Linked DNA regions of Mus musculus: regions 1 and 3 are each linked to region 2. Evidence: chromatin contacts called from public Hi-C and promoter capture Hi-C data. All regions are on one chromosome and are shown on one strand. Each heading gives the region's core, a stretch centred on a gene start, on an enhancer-like site or on the middle of the called end of the contact. The rest is flanking DNA. Distances are from core to core; before and after follow the strand shown.

Evidence for each region. Promoter capture Hi-C pulls out the DNA fragments that hold promoters and counts their contacts. A called contact is a pair of places that touch in the nucleus more often than the background predicts.
Region 1: a Hi-C map of bone marrow-derived macrophages shows a contact between it and region 2, with 8 read pairs. The contact joins two enhancer-like sites. A contact is called at or near these places in 1 of 39 promoter capture datasets (embryonic stem cells), 2 of 15 datasets of contacts at CTCF or cohesin (large pre-B cells and pro-B cells), 31 of 484 Hi-C or Micro-C datasets (the 63-12 cell line, the AtT-20 cell line, B cells and 22 more), 2 of 115 datasets of contacts at active chromatin or transcription factors (astrocytes and bone marrow-derived macrophages) and 3 of 9 other capture datasets (embryonic stem cells, liver and macrophages).
Region 3: a contact with region 2 is called in a promoter capture Hi-C map of liver, with 2.1 times the contacts expected there. The contact joins two enhancer-like sites. A contact is called at or near these places in 2 of 39 promoter capture datasets (both in liver), 1 of 484 Hi-C or Micro-C datasets (the HL-1 cell line), 2 of 115 datasets of contacts at active chromatin or transcription factors (astrocytes and cardiomyocytes) and 1 of 9 other capture datasets (liver).

Annotation. Positions count from the first base shown.
Region 1 is chr8:35,157,777-35,162,651 of GRCm38.p6, reverse strand. No RefSeq gene overlaps it. Among named protein-coding and RNA genes, the nearest start is that of Gm34474, 58 kb to the left of the region's middle. Within about 2 kb of position 3,116, at least 32 of the 459 cell types and tissues checked have an H3K27ac peak or open chromatin away from gene starts, as enhancers often do. A contact at or near this core is called in bone marrow-derived macrophages, where this site is marked.
Region 2 is chr8:34,161,305-34,165,756 of GRCm38.p6, reverse strand. Saraf (store-operated calcium entry-associated regulatory factor) reads right to left here. Exons shown (of 6, transcript NM_026432.4): 2 at 4,384-4,452; 3 at 217-616. Among named protein-coding and RNA genes, the nearest start is that of Mir6395, 3.2 kb to the left of the region's middle. Within about 2 kb of position 1,921, at least 67 of the 459 cell types and tissues checked have an H3K27ac peak or open chromatin away from gene starts, as enhancers often do. A contact at or near this core is called in bone marrow-derived macrophages and liver, where this site is marked.
Region 3 is chr8:34,993,937-34,998,198 of GRCm38.p6, reverse strand. No RefSeq gene overlaps it. Among named protein-coding and RNA genes, the nearest start is that of Tnks, 30 kb to the right of the region's middle. Within about 2 kb of position 2,053, at least 29 of the 459 cell types and tissues checked have an H3K27ac peak or open chromatin away from gene starts, as enhancers often do. A contact at or near this core is called in liver, where this site is marked.

The sequences.
Region 1 (4,875 bases), core at 1,867-4,366, 1.0 Mb before region 2:
GGAATAATCTTAGAAGCACATCTTGGGTGTGTCCCTGAGGGTGTTTCTAGAGATTCCCAGCTAAGGAAAAATGTGGGTGGTGCTATCCCATAGACTGGGGTCCTGAGCTGAATTTTGAAAAAAGGGGGATTAGGGGAGCTGAAAGCCAGTGCTTCTCTCACTGCTTCTCGATTTATGGATAGAAGGAGCTCTGGTCCTGCACTGCTAGAGCAATGCCCTCCACTGTGACGGCCTGTCATGGTGGACTGTACCGTCCTAAACCATGAGCTAAAACAGACGCCTCCCTTAAGTTGCTCTAAGTCCTAGGAATGGGGAAGTCACAATCCAGTGACTGTCTGAGTCAGGGTTTCTATTCCTGCACAAACATCATGACCAAGAAGCAAGTTGGGGAGGAAAGGGTTTATTTGGCTTACACTTCCATACTGTTGTTCATCACCAAGGAAGTCAGGACTGGAACTCAAGCAGGTCAGGAAGCAGGAGCTGATGCAGCGGCCATGGAGGGATGTTTCTCACTGGCTTGCTTCCCCTGGCTTGCTCAGCTTGCTTTCTTATAGAACCCAGGACTACCAGCCCAGGGATGGCACCACCCACAGTGGGCCCTCCCACCTTAATCACTAATTGAGAAAATGCTTTACAGCTGGATCTCATGGAGGCATTTTCTCAAGGGAGGCTCCTTTCTCTGTGACAACTCCAACTTGTGTCAAGCTGACACACAGAACCAGCCAGTACAGTGACCTCCTTGGGATGCCTGGGGATCTGGGAATGGATGTAAAATCACAAGTTCTCCAGTAACAATTGAAGCCTGGGATCAGAGGGTCTGAGGCTGAGCATAGCATCATTGCTGTCAACCACACAGCCCAGGCCTTGAGACCAGCAGCATCCCTGCTCACGTGCTACCCTGCACATGGAAGCCTCCTCTGGGCGTGGCATGATTGGTGCTGATGGACCAGCGCTGGAGCCAGCCTTGGTGCAGAGCCCAGTCCTTATGCACTTTTCATGCAATTTGAAGTTGATAGCCCAGTCCCTTTGCTAAGAGCACAGCCCAGAACCTAGGGAATAACGGTTTAATCCTTGCCTTGCCTCTTGATGCCTTCTAAGAAGTGCAGAAGAGAAACTTTCAAACACTGTCGGAGGAGGTAGAAGACTCTGAGCTGGCTCAGTTGTGCCCGAGATTTATAAAACAAACTGTCAGGACTTAGCTCTACTTGATTTGGGCTGCAGAGGGGGAGCAGGGTTCAGGAACTTCAGTAAACTATAACCCCAAAGAAGAAGAGCAGTTGTCACAGCACATTCGAGTGGCTCCTGGATCTCCACTGTGGGTCTCACAGGTAAACCTCTCCTTCCTGTACCCACTGTCAAGGAATACAAGATAGGGTGTGTCTTAGTTAGGGTTTTACTGCTGTGAACAGACACCATGACCAAGGCAAGTCTTAGAAGGACAACATTTAATAGGGGCTGGCTTACAGGTTCAGGGGTTCAGTCCATTGTCACCAGGCCAGGAGCATGTCAGCATCCAGGCAGGCGTGGTGCAAGAAGAGCTGAGAGTTCCACATCTTTATCTGAAGGCCGCTAGCAGAATACTGACCTCCAGGCAGTTAGGACGAAGGTATTAAAGCCCACTCCCACAGTGACACACCTACTCCAACAAGGCTACACCTCCTAATAGTGCTACTTCTTGGGCCAAACATACAAACCCTCACAGGGTGTGTCCCTACATTTTTCAGGACCTTAATGCAACAAAAGTTGCCTTCCTGTAACAGCTGGAAAGAAACAATAGCAGATCTCCATTGTAGTCCAGACTCCTTAAAGGACCAGCTGCAGTGCAGCTAGAGTTACAAGCAGTAGTGAGCTGTTCAGTATGGATTCAGGGAACCAAACCCAGATGCTTTGGACGAGCAGCAAACATCCTTAACTGCTGAGCCATCTCTCCAGGCGCCCTCGCTTTTTTAACGGCAGCCAGTCTCATGTAGCCCAGGCTAACCCCTAACTCATTACATGGCTGAGGGTGATCTTAAACGTCTGACCCTCCTCCCTCTAGCTCCTGGTATCAACATTAGTCTTTTCTCCGGAAGAGTATCGCTATTGTACAAACCCAGGCAATACAAAAACCGCAACATTCCGTGAGAGCTAGAGCCCAAGGTAAGGGTGGCGCGCTCCAGAAGGGGCGTGGGTGTTTGCCTATGGAGCAGCCTGCACTGGCCACTCCCCCAGCAAATCCCAGCCAGGCCGCCGGTTCTCTCTGAGCCCGGCTCCAAGGCAGTGCTGGTGAGCAGCTTGTCATGATGGGAACATGTCTCATTCCTTTCTGTCACGGTCAGATGCTCAACAGTTTCCTGGGATTTGGAGCAAGTTGTTCACGTTCTTGACTGATTGCTCATCTGTTAGAAAGATTCAGGGGAGGGCCCCAAGATTGCTGGCAAAGACTGACCCTAGAGGAGGAAGCAAAAGTCATGGCTATCCAACTGCCCAGAGTAGTAGCTCTCAGCCTTCGTAATGCTGCAACCCTTTAATACAATTCCTCATGTTGTGGTGACATCCCATCCCCACCCCGCCTATGACATTATTTCTGTCGCTACTTCGTAACTGTAATTTTTCTTCTGTTATGAATCATAATGTAATGTCTAATATCCAGGATATCTGATATTCAAGGCCTGTGAAAGATGATTGGATGGCCAAGGGGGTCGTATCCTTTCTGAGGCTAACGGGAGGGGGTGGGGATGAGAGGGAGGGGCTAGGAAGAGAGGTGGGAGGGGAAGCTTCGATCTAAATGTTAATCAATAACTTAATCAATTTTAAAAAGAAAAAGAAAAGAAAAGGCCGTTCTATTGATGAGCACTGTGCTCTGTGGTCACCACAATCTGGACACATCTTGTTGGTTGGATCCCTAGTTGGCAAGGTCATGTGCAGGGTAAATTCAGACACACGTCTTTTCCAGAGTGAGCACCGGGGTGGGGGCGGAGGGTCCTGGGAAGACAGAGAGTTCTTCGGCTACCTACATTCTTTAAAAATCTACTAGTTTTGCCCAATGATTTGGTCAGCCTTGACCAAAGAAGCATTTTTTAAGGGAAATTTCACTCCTACATCCACTTCCAAAGTAATGTTCCTGCTGTCCACCAGGGGGCGATTGAAACGCGGCCCCGAAATCAGAACCAGGAGGCGCTGTGAGTCTGAAGGGAAAGCAGCAGCAGGAAATAGGTGGCTTTACGCAGTGATTCTTGTAACAAAACTCACCAACCAACCCTCTTAACTTTTCTAGGATTCTCTGGTTAGGTTTCCACTCTGGTGCTGTAGGGGTAGATGTTACTGCTCCCCGACGTGATCCAGAAAGGCCAAACTCTCTCTCTCTCTCTCTCTCTCTCTCTCTCTCTCTCTCTCTCTCTCTCTCTCTCTCTCTCTCTCTCTCTCTCTCTCTCTCTCTCTCTCTCTCTCTCTCTCTCTCCTCTACCGCACAGAGTGTTTCCACCCTGCTACCGAATTGCCTCGATATTCGGTGGATTATGGCATCAATCTGAGCCGTGCACAAGGTCAAAGAACTTGGTGGCTTCTTGCTCGAAGTATGGGCAGGTACAGCATTCATTTCACAAGCAAGCAGCCACTGTCTTACAGGGCTCATGCAGCCAAACCGTGCCTTTTTCTTGAGTAGGACCAGCCCTCAGACACTGCTCTGCCCGGTCGCCATCTTCTCGTCACTGTGTGTCACTAAGAAATGGGTCATCTTTGCTGTTAGAGTAATTTTGTTTCTGGTTGAAAAAATTGTAGCATGCATATGTTTCCAAGGCTGGGACATAGTCAGTGAAGAGGAAGACCAGGAGAAAGCGCAGACTAGAGCAGCAGTTTTATCTGACCCTGCTTGGTTCAGGCTACTGAATTGAGTGAGGCTCTGCATCCGTAGGCTCTGCATTCTAAATTAGAATGATCTGGTCCTTTGGAAGTTCCTAGGATTTGAGAGGTGACTTAGTAACCATCTCTGACCTCTCTGGGGGCTGGCTCACTGGTACCCAGCTTCCAAATCCTAACAGTGAGGTAGAAGCAAGCTCAAGACTTACTTTACTCTGCCTGTCGACTTCCCAGTTGGTATAAGCCAGGCATTCCGACAGAAACCCATCACTCCTCGTGGTTTGTCTGTGGAGCTAGGTAAGTAGGCTTTTGTGAGCTGGCCTTGGGAGCTTGCCCATTATGTGTAATTTCAGAGCTGTGGGATACGAAGCTCACATTCTAAATGACTGCCTCACTGGCTTTTAGAATTTTCCTGAAATGAGTATATTGCTGATTGTGAACAACCTGGGTCGTTTTTTGGTTTTGTTTTGTTTTCTGTAAATGACCAGAAATGGGCTGAGAGAGAGTTGGGGGTAAATCAGAATATTTCTGAACGGCAGAATCCATCTCTTTGTGAAGAAGGCTGACATGCCTCGGGAAGGGAAGCGGGGTCATGCTGGTTCTTAAATGATTAGTCAAAGGGAACTGTGAGGCGTGCCTCTCACCCTTCATCCTGGCTCTGCGTGTAAATGTCTGTGTCTTAGAGGAGAGGCAGAAGCCGAGGAGAATGTACTGAAAGCTGAGACGCACTGGAAATGCCTTCCGCGGTGAAGATCAGGCTGTCCCAGGAAGATCAATTCTGCAGAACAAAACTCAGTGATGGCTTTGGCTTGGACATGCAGGCTGCGCATCTCCCACATACTGCCTCCATGAGCTGAGGCAAGGTGGAGGATAGGGGCCATTCTTCAGTCACCAGAGATGATGTGAAACACAGGGTAACACATGGCACACCACATCGATCTGACAGGATGTGTTGCTGTGACCATATGCTCGCCCACAAACTTGGGCAGACAAGAAAACATCTTTACATTTAAGAAGCACAGTTTAAAATAAAATTTT
Region 2 (4,452 bases), core at 672-3,171:
CACCTGGAACTCCAGTCCCAGGGGCCTGATATTGACTTCTGCCCTCCATGGGCACCCACACACAGATGGAGACACATTTTTTTTTAATCTTTTTTGGAAAAAAGAACAGATTTTTTAAAAATTCAGTAGGTCAGCAATGTTAACCTCCTCTTCAAACCAGGCACGTGACTGGCCAGCTCCCACACACCCATGGACCCGCTGAGCAGGGAAACATACCTGTGAACTCCGACTTAAAGCCCGGAGGAGGCGCCCCTGCGGCACTGGCAAACCTCTGAGAGTGCTCTGAGTATGGCGGGTGCTCAGAATACGGCGGAGGCGACCCCTGGCCATCGCTGAGGAACAGCTTGTAAACCGCAAAGGCGAGAACAAACAGTACTGCAATGGTAATAAAGCCACAGGAATCTGAGGAGTACAGCTTGTGATAATAATCAGAGAAGCCCTGGTGCTTTCCAGACTCCTTCAGTTTCTTCAGGCCCAGCTCTGTGTAATCTAAGTTGTACTCCAAGCCGCAGGAACCCCTGAGGACATACTGGTCTTCAGAGGACTCGTAGCCTTCACAGCTCACCACAGTTTTGCCAAATTTGTATGCAATATCCAAGTCGGTCTTACATTCCCACTGTGAAAGAGAGAGCGTCAACGTCAGAGACTAGGTCTACTGGGTGCTTCTTAGACTGCTGGCGGGCGGGTACACGAGCACTCACTCTGTCGCTTTTCCTTATTCCCCAGATGGCACATTGCACATCCTTCTGTACGTGTTGTAGGGGTCGGGGGAGGTAATTGTTTTTGTTTTGTTTTGTTTTTAGAGTCAAGGTTTCTCTGTGTAGCCCTGGCTGTCCTGGACTTACTTTGTAGACAAGGCTGGCCTTGAACTCACAGAGATTAAAGGTCTGCACCAACACAGCCAGCAGATGTAGTAATCTGAATAGATTTGGCCCCTATAGACTCATGAATTTGAATGCCTGGCCCATAGTGAGTGGCACTAGTAGGAGGTTTGGCCTTGTTAGAGGAAGTGTGTCACTGTGGGGGTGGACTTTGAGGTCTCCTATGCTCAAGCTATGCCCAGTGTGGCACACAGACTCTGCTGCCTACAGATAAAGATGTAGAGCTCTCAGCTCCTCCCACACCAAGTCTGCCTATATCCTGCCGTGCATCCCACCATAATACTGACTAAACCACTGAAACTGTAAGCCAGCCCCAAATTAGATGTTTTCCTTTATAAGAGTTGCCATGGTTATGGTGTCTCTTTACAGCAACTAAGACAACACATGTCAGTTATTCCACAATTTATAAAACAAAGGCAAATCTTCAAACTATCACCTGATTGCCACTGTTGTCATAGGTACATCCTGTACAGCTAGATGGTTTAGATGTTAATCATTAAAGAATCAGTATCAGGGAAGAACCCCCTAACTGGTTATCTAATACCACCTGGTCAGTTCTAAGAATACACATGCTTGCAAAAGTGAAGGGACTCAGCACATTGTATTTAAATATTAATTATGTATATTGTATATTATTGTATATATACAGTAATAACAACTAAAGGGGAAAAGGCCGTGAATTCAAGGGGAGTGTGTGAGAGGACTTAGAAAAAGGAACGGGAAATGATGTGAACACAGTGAAATGGTTGTTAAACAAGCGTCAGATAAATAAGAGCTAATGATTTCTGCAAAGCAAAACTTCCCATGCACGTTTTCTAAAAGCATGGACTGACTTTACAGGGGCTAATCCCACATAATCTTCTTTAACTTTTTTAAAACAATATTTATAAAACTCCAAAAAGAGTCCATGATGCTTACATTTTACAGGGGGTGGGGGGGTGGGGGGAGAAGAGACCTAGAGAAAACAGGGTTTCAGCCAGAGATGACTGCCCAAAGGCTCAAGTCCAAGGCCAGCTGAGGCTGCACACCATGTTTCAGGCCAGCCAGGGAACACAGAAATATCTCTCATCAAAACAACAAAACTCAGACTGGAGTGTAAGGCAGGCAGGGGCTGAGCATGTACAACATCCATGTACAACAGCACCATCAAAAACTAAGTAGACAGATAAGATGTTTTCCTCCCAAGGTTTAGAGGTACAAGCCAGGCCAGTGTAACCGGTTCTGTTGGTTGTGTTTTGTTCAAATTCTCTTTCAAGTTCAGGTGCACTGTTTTACTGTTTATAATAAATAGCTAGGCTGAGGTGTAATTCGACAATCCCCAAAGAAACCTCAGCCCGTGCACAGCTGCCACTTCCCCTTCCTGGCCCCCACCCTGTCTGCTTTACCTCCCCCTACTTAGCCATTTCCTGTGAGGAGACTCCAAGGAGTCTGTAACTGCTGTCTTCCTTCAGCAGAGCATTTTCAAAGCCCACCCGTGTTACAGTATCAAGCAGCACCTTGTCCTTCCTAATGACTTAAACAACACTCTACCTTAGGAATGGACTACACTGTATGACTCATTCCCAAAGGACATTCCAGCTGTCTCTAGGTTTTAGCTATTTGAATATTCCTGCAAATATCTTTATAGATTTGGGGAAGAAATGTGTCTTTAGTTCTCTTGAATACATAGGAGTATATGTATGTATAGGAGAGGCATAATTAGGGCATCTTTCTTTTTGTTTTCTCTCTCTCTCTTCCTCCCTCCCTCCCTCTCTCTCCCTCTCCTCTCTCTCCCCCCTCTCTCCCCTCTCTCTCCCCTCTCTTTTCTTTTCTCTCTCTCTCCCTCTCTCTCCCTCTCCTCTCTCTCCCCTCTCTCTCTCCCTCTCTCTCCCCTTTCTCCCCTCTCTCTCCCTCTCTCCCCTCTTTTCTCTCTCTCTCCCTCTCTCTCCCTCTCCTCTCTCTCCCCTCTCTCTCTCCCTCTCTCTCCTCTCTCTCCCCCTCTCTCTCCCTCTCTTCTCTTCCCTCTCCTCTCCCCTCCCCTCCCCTCCCCTCCCCTCCCCTCCCCTCTCTCTCTCTCTCTCTCTCTCTCTCTCTCTCTCTCGCTCATTTTGGAGGCTTTTAAGACAGGATCTCACTATGAACCTCTGGCTGTCCTGGAACTCACTCTGTAGACCAGGCTGGCCTCCAACTCAGAAATCCACCTGCCTCAGCCTCCTGAGCACTGGGATTAAAGGCGTGGGCCACCAAACCCAGCTTTGGGGCATCTTTCTTGATGATTTCTTTCAAGCCCAAATGTTTTTTATTTACATAATATGCTATTTTTCTTTTTGTTGCTGTATGCCTCTAATCCCAAGACTTGGGAAGAAGCCGCAAGGAAATCACTATGAGTTTGAGGTCAGCCTGGTCCACACAGCCAGTTCCAGGCCACCAGGCCTACAGAGTGAGACTCTGCTTAACCTCCATCTTGGAGGGAAGCTCGTTAATACACAGGCTTAAGTTCCAACTACAGGAGACACATTCCATCCTGCAGAAAAGCTCGCTAAGCTCTGAAAGTAAACACCCAGGCCTCAGCTTGTGACATGCATGCAAACAGTAAGGACCACTAAGAGATTCTCTCTTTTTTTTTTTTTTTTTTTGGTTTTTCGAGACAGGGTTTCTCTGTGTAGCTTTGGCTGTCCTGGAACTCACTCTGTAGACCAGGCTGGCCTTGAACTCAGAAATCCGCCTGCCTCTGCCTCCCAAGTGCTGGGATTAAAGGCGTGTGCCACCACACCCGGCGAGAGATACTCTCAAACCAGCTGAGCTGCCTAGAACAACACTCTGCCATCTGTCCAGCTGTAGGTTATATGGCGAGCTCCAGCTTTCCAGCTACTGTGAAACTCACTGGTTCACCAACTTGGGTGTTGGTGGTTATATATTAAAGAAACTAGTGAAAGCAAAGATATATATATAGATAGACAGACAGACAGACAGACACACACACACATATATATGCTTTGTGTAGAACCGTCAAAATGGCTATGAATACTACCATGTAGTAGTTTTATATTAAACTTTTCTTCTGTTTTAGCAATAATTATGTAGAACCTGTGATGAAGAAGCAATTGGTTGGTTGGTACTTTGGTCTGTCATCTTGCACAAGTCAGTGTTTGCTCATGTCTCCCCAGGAAGAGGCCCCACAGCATCACTGCATGGGATGCCCCACAGCATCACTCCATGGGATGCCCCACAGCATCACTGCATGGGATGCCCCACAGCATCACTGCATGGGATGCCCCACAGCATCACTGCATGGGATGCCCCACAGCATCACTGCATGGGATGCCCCACAGCATCACTGCATGGGATGCCCCACAGCATCACTGCATGGGAGGCCCCACAGCATCACTGCATGGGATGCCCCACAGCATCACTGCATGGGAGGCCCCACAGCATCACTGCATGGGAGGCCCCACAGCATCACTGCATGGGATGCCCCACAGCATCACTGCATGGGAACCGCTGCTGAGGTGGTAGCTATTACCTGTACATCGTAGCCATCCCAGCCTTTGTTCTGGCACTGTATCACCCTGGGGGTATAGGCCTCACAACC
Region 3 (4,262 bases), core at 804-3,303, 830 kb before region 2:
AGTAAAACAGACTCAACTTTCTTCCTTGTTGTAGTATGTATTAGACTTCTCTGTCTCTGTCTCTCCCCCTCTCTATCTCTCTGTCTCTGTCTCTCTGTGTGTGTCTCTCTCTTTCTCTCTCTGTCTCTCTCGGTCTGTTTCTCTGTCTCTCTCTCTCTCTGTCCCTGTCTCTGTCTCTTTCTTAGACAGAATCTCTTTACACAGCCCTGGCTGTCCTGCAACAACTCTATATACAGAGCAGACGGATCTCTAAATCACAGAGATCCACCTGCCTCTTCCTCTGGAGTGCTGAAATTAAAGGCATGTGCCACCTTGCCTGGTTTCCTTTTTTTTTTAAGCTAAATAATATTTTGTTTTGGTTATTAGTTCTCCTATTAATAGTCAATTGAATAATGAATATATTTTGACCCCTGTAAAGATCACCTTTATAAATATTAGTGTATAAGTATCTATTTGAGCCCCTGTTCTCATTTCTTATCAGGAGAGATACTAAAAGTAGAATTGCTGTACTATATGGTAATTCTATGTATAACTTTTTAGCAATCACAATAACCTTTTCCTTCATAACTGTAACTTCATAACCATTTTACATTCCCATCAGCAATGACAAAGCTCCACTTTATACCTTCAGCTTCACTGCATCTCTCTCTCTCTGCAGGTGTGTATGTTTGTGTTTATTTATAATATCTATCCTAGGGTTGGAGAGATGGATTCTTCATTAAAGGCTAGGCTCACAACCAAAAATATAATATTTATCCCAATGGTCTTAATGTGGTATCTTCTTGTGGGTTTGATTTTTATTTCCCTAATGGCTAGTGACATTAAATATCTTTCATCCGTTTATTGGCCATTCACACAGCTTCTTTGAAAAATATTCTATTCAAATCCATTGCTAGTTTTCTAATAGGGTTCTTTGTTTCAAAGTATCTATATTCTCTCTGTGTCTTTCTCTGTGTGTCCCTGCAATGTATGTGTGGAAAACAAGTTTGCAGCATTGATTCTTTTCTGCCTTTATGTGAGTCCTGGGAGTTGAACTCAGGTCTCCAGACTTGCCTGCTGGCTGCCCAGAATCTATATTCATACCAGAATCCCAGGTGACATAGTGGACTATTATTGGCCTTGAGATGACACTGTAAGAATCACTGTTTTGTTTTCTAGGATTTTGATATATTGCCTTTTTTCCTGTGAAGAGCAACAGGGGAACAAAGGATGCCCTGAAAACAGAGCAAAATCAATCAAACAAACAAACAGAGCCCAGGTTGAACTCCCCAGCATCCTTAGAATCTATATAGCCTTATCTATATGTGTTACAGTGCACTGGAGATGGTAATCCTTCTACAGCTGGCCATGGAAGGATGCTAACACTGAATCAAAGATTTGAGAAGCATCTATTTCTGAATCATCATGGAGCCTCAAAGCTCCTGACTGGCAGGAATCATTTTTATACACATGATTTATTTAAAGAGAATAATTATCTTAAGGCAGTCTCGCTGTTCGGCCTGATTTAAAAGAACCATTATTGGCCATGTGAATATGTAATTAACATGATTTATTTGTCAAGTGCTGAACATAGGTAAATTTCCTACATTTTTATTGAGTTTGAGAAGTTAATTAGTATGCCTATTAAGCAAAACTCAAAGAACATTATACATGAAGTATTTCCTTATAATTCAAATAAACCGATTTCAAAACCTATCGAGCTATAAATTCTATTCAATAGTTCCCAATCATAGTTCCCTTGTACTTATCTTTAACAGTAAAAAGCTTCTATGTCTATTGAGATATCTCATGACCATTCTTGCTGAATGTACATAATTAAACTTGTTTTTTGTGAAAATCTGTGGAAATAAAATTTGCTTGATCATTAGTACTTGGAATTTATGTAAGCCCTCATTTGTCTAGCCTTCCCTTTCCGCTGGTTGCTTTTGAGCTCTTCTCACGGTGTTCAGCATGTGGTTTATTTTTGTTGTGCCTTTTGACATGTTTCAGTGGGACAAAGACCTTAGATGGACTCTTGTCATAGCTGGTGCTTGGTGTCCCCAGAGTCAGTGTGACTCGTGGAATTCATTACCCAACCACAGTCGCAGCTCCATTTGTGAGAGCCAAAAAAGATAAGGACCAAATCCAGCAAAGGCAAAAGAAAAAAGTCACATGGGCAGGCAGTGCAAGCTTTCCCAGGGTCTTTTCCCAGCAGAACCTCACAGAACGTGCTGAGTCCACCCCCGCCCCCACCCGTGTCGCTAGAGCTGGGACAATACTTGTGAAGGTTATCAGCAAGTCAAGCTCTGATTAGAGATCCCTTGCCAAGGCTTTTCACTGGAGGCTAGCTAAATACACAGCCTCTGTCTGCTACATAGCAGATTCCAGACTCCCAGGAGGAAAGTGTGTATTCAGCACTGGGGTAGTTGATTCTATTTTCTTGGCTGGGCTACAGGGCCCAGGTAGTTGGTCAAACATTACTCTGGATACTTCAGTGAGGGTGTTTCTTTTTAGATGAGATCTATATTTAATTCTATAGACTTTTGAGTGAAGCAGATCATCTTCCCAGTGTACGTAGTAGGCCTCATGCAATCATTTTAAAAACTTGAAAGACTGGCCTCTGACTAGGAGCTGGTAGATGGCCTTTGGACTTGAACACCAGCATTGGCTCTGCCTGTGTCTCCGAGATCATGGGCATCCTTAAGATCCTGAACTTGCCAGACCATAATCGTGTCTACACTCTCCCTTCTCCCATCCCACACCCACACCCTATTGCTTGTCTCTGTCAAGAACACTTGATGAATATAAGCAGGAACTTTATTGTCTGTACAAAAAATTTAGGCACACAGAGCGACTCTGATCAATGGATGAGGGAGAAACCTTGGTATCTAAATTCCCAGATGTCAGTCAAAGGCCAAGCTTGCAAGTACAACTTTCCAAGGCTCTCTGTAGCCGTCCAGCAGCCATGGATGAACTGGCTACCTGAAAGAGCGGGGGTTGGGGGGGAGCGCTGAAAATGAAAAAGGAATGGGACGCGAGAGAAGAATGAAGCCAAGACCAAGTTTCTGATCAAGGCTCAAAGTTTAATTTTCATCACTGCGTTTATATAGGGAAAGCCCACAGACCCCCATCCTTTGTTTCAGCTGGATTATGTTGCAAACCAAGCTCATTGGGCAGGTGGCTCCTGTAGGAAACTGCAAATACAATGAGGCCAGAGACTCCAGCTAAGTTGTAAAACCATTGTGGGTGGATTTAGCCTTCTCAACAAGCACGCGAGGGGGGTGGGGGGCAGCAGTCCAGGCTTGCTACATTCACTCTTTTCTCTATGAACTCGCACATCATACATTTTATAAACCATAGGAAGTACCCATTTTAGAAAGGGATGGAGAGAGAGAGAAAGTTTTCTTATCTCTGGTAGATCCTTGTCCACACACACCCGGATTCTTTTTGGTTCCCAGTGAGTCTTGTTACTTTTGAAACCACAGACAAGCTAATCTGTTTCACATGCCATCTTTCTAATCTGTCTTAACAACAGAATTATGCCCAAATAAAGAACTTAATGTCAAAATGTGCCAATCTGTCTTCATCGGCGGAAGCCTTGTGCTGTTGCACAGGTTCCGCCCTGTGACTTTTCATCAGACAACACATCTTTTTTTTCTCTTAACTTCACAAGAGATTCCATGCATGGATGGGCCCCGAGAGCTGAAGCATGACAAGAGCTTGCACCCAAGGACTCAGCAGAATGAAAGTTGCCTGACAGCAGTTCCTTCAGGACTGCGCTATGTGCCTGGAAGCCATCAACAGTGAAGATGCCCCTGGGAAGGAAAAATGGAATTTTCCAGCAGTAGCCTGTACTCTCAGAATCTGTTTACTCAAATGACTCTAGATAAGGGGCAGACAGGGGCGGGGGCGGGAGACATATTTTGGTTTTGACATAACATACTTTCATTTTTTTCTCCCTTCCAAACTTCAACAGTATTTTAATTAGCCTTTCTAGTCGTCTCTTCCTCCATTCCAACGTATTGCTGCAAGGATTTATCTAGAAACAGGGATCTGGTCGTATTGCTTCATTCAAACCATCAGCTCTCTCCACGGCCCGATGAATAGATTCTTAGGTTCTTGGCACGGCACCGAGAGAATTTCACAGTTCACTTTGAATGTACCTTCCCAAATATATTTAGCTAACTGCCTATCAAGGTAAGCCAGCCACCATTCCCTGTTGATGGAAAATTTGAGGGTGTGAGATTCTAAAGTTCTGTGGGTTTCTGAGTCCCTCTCTCATC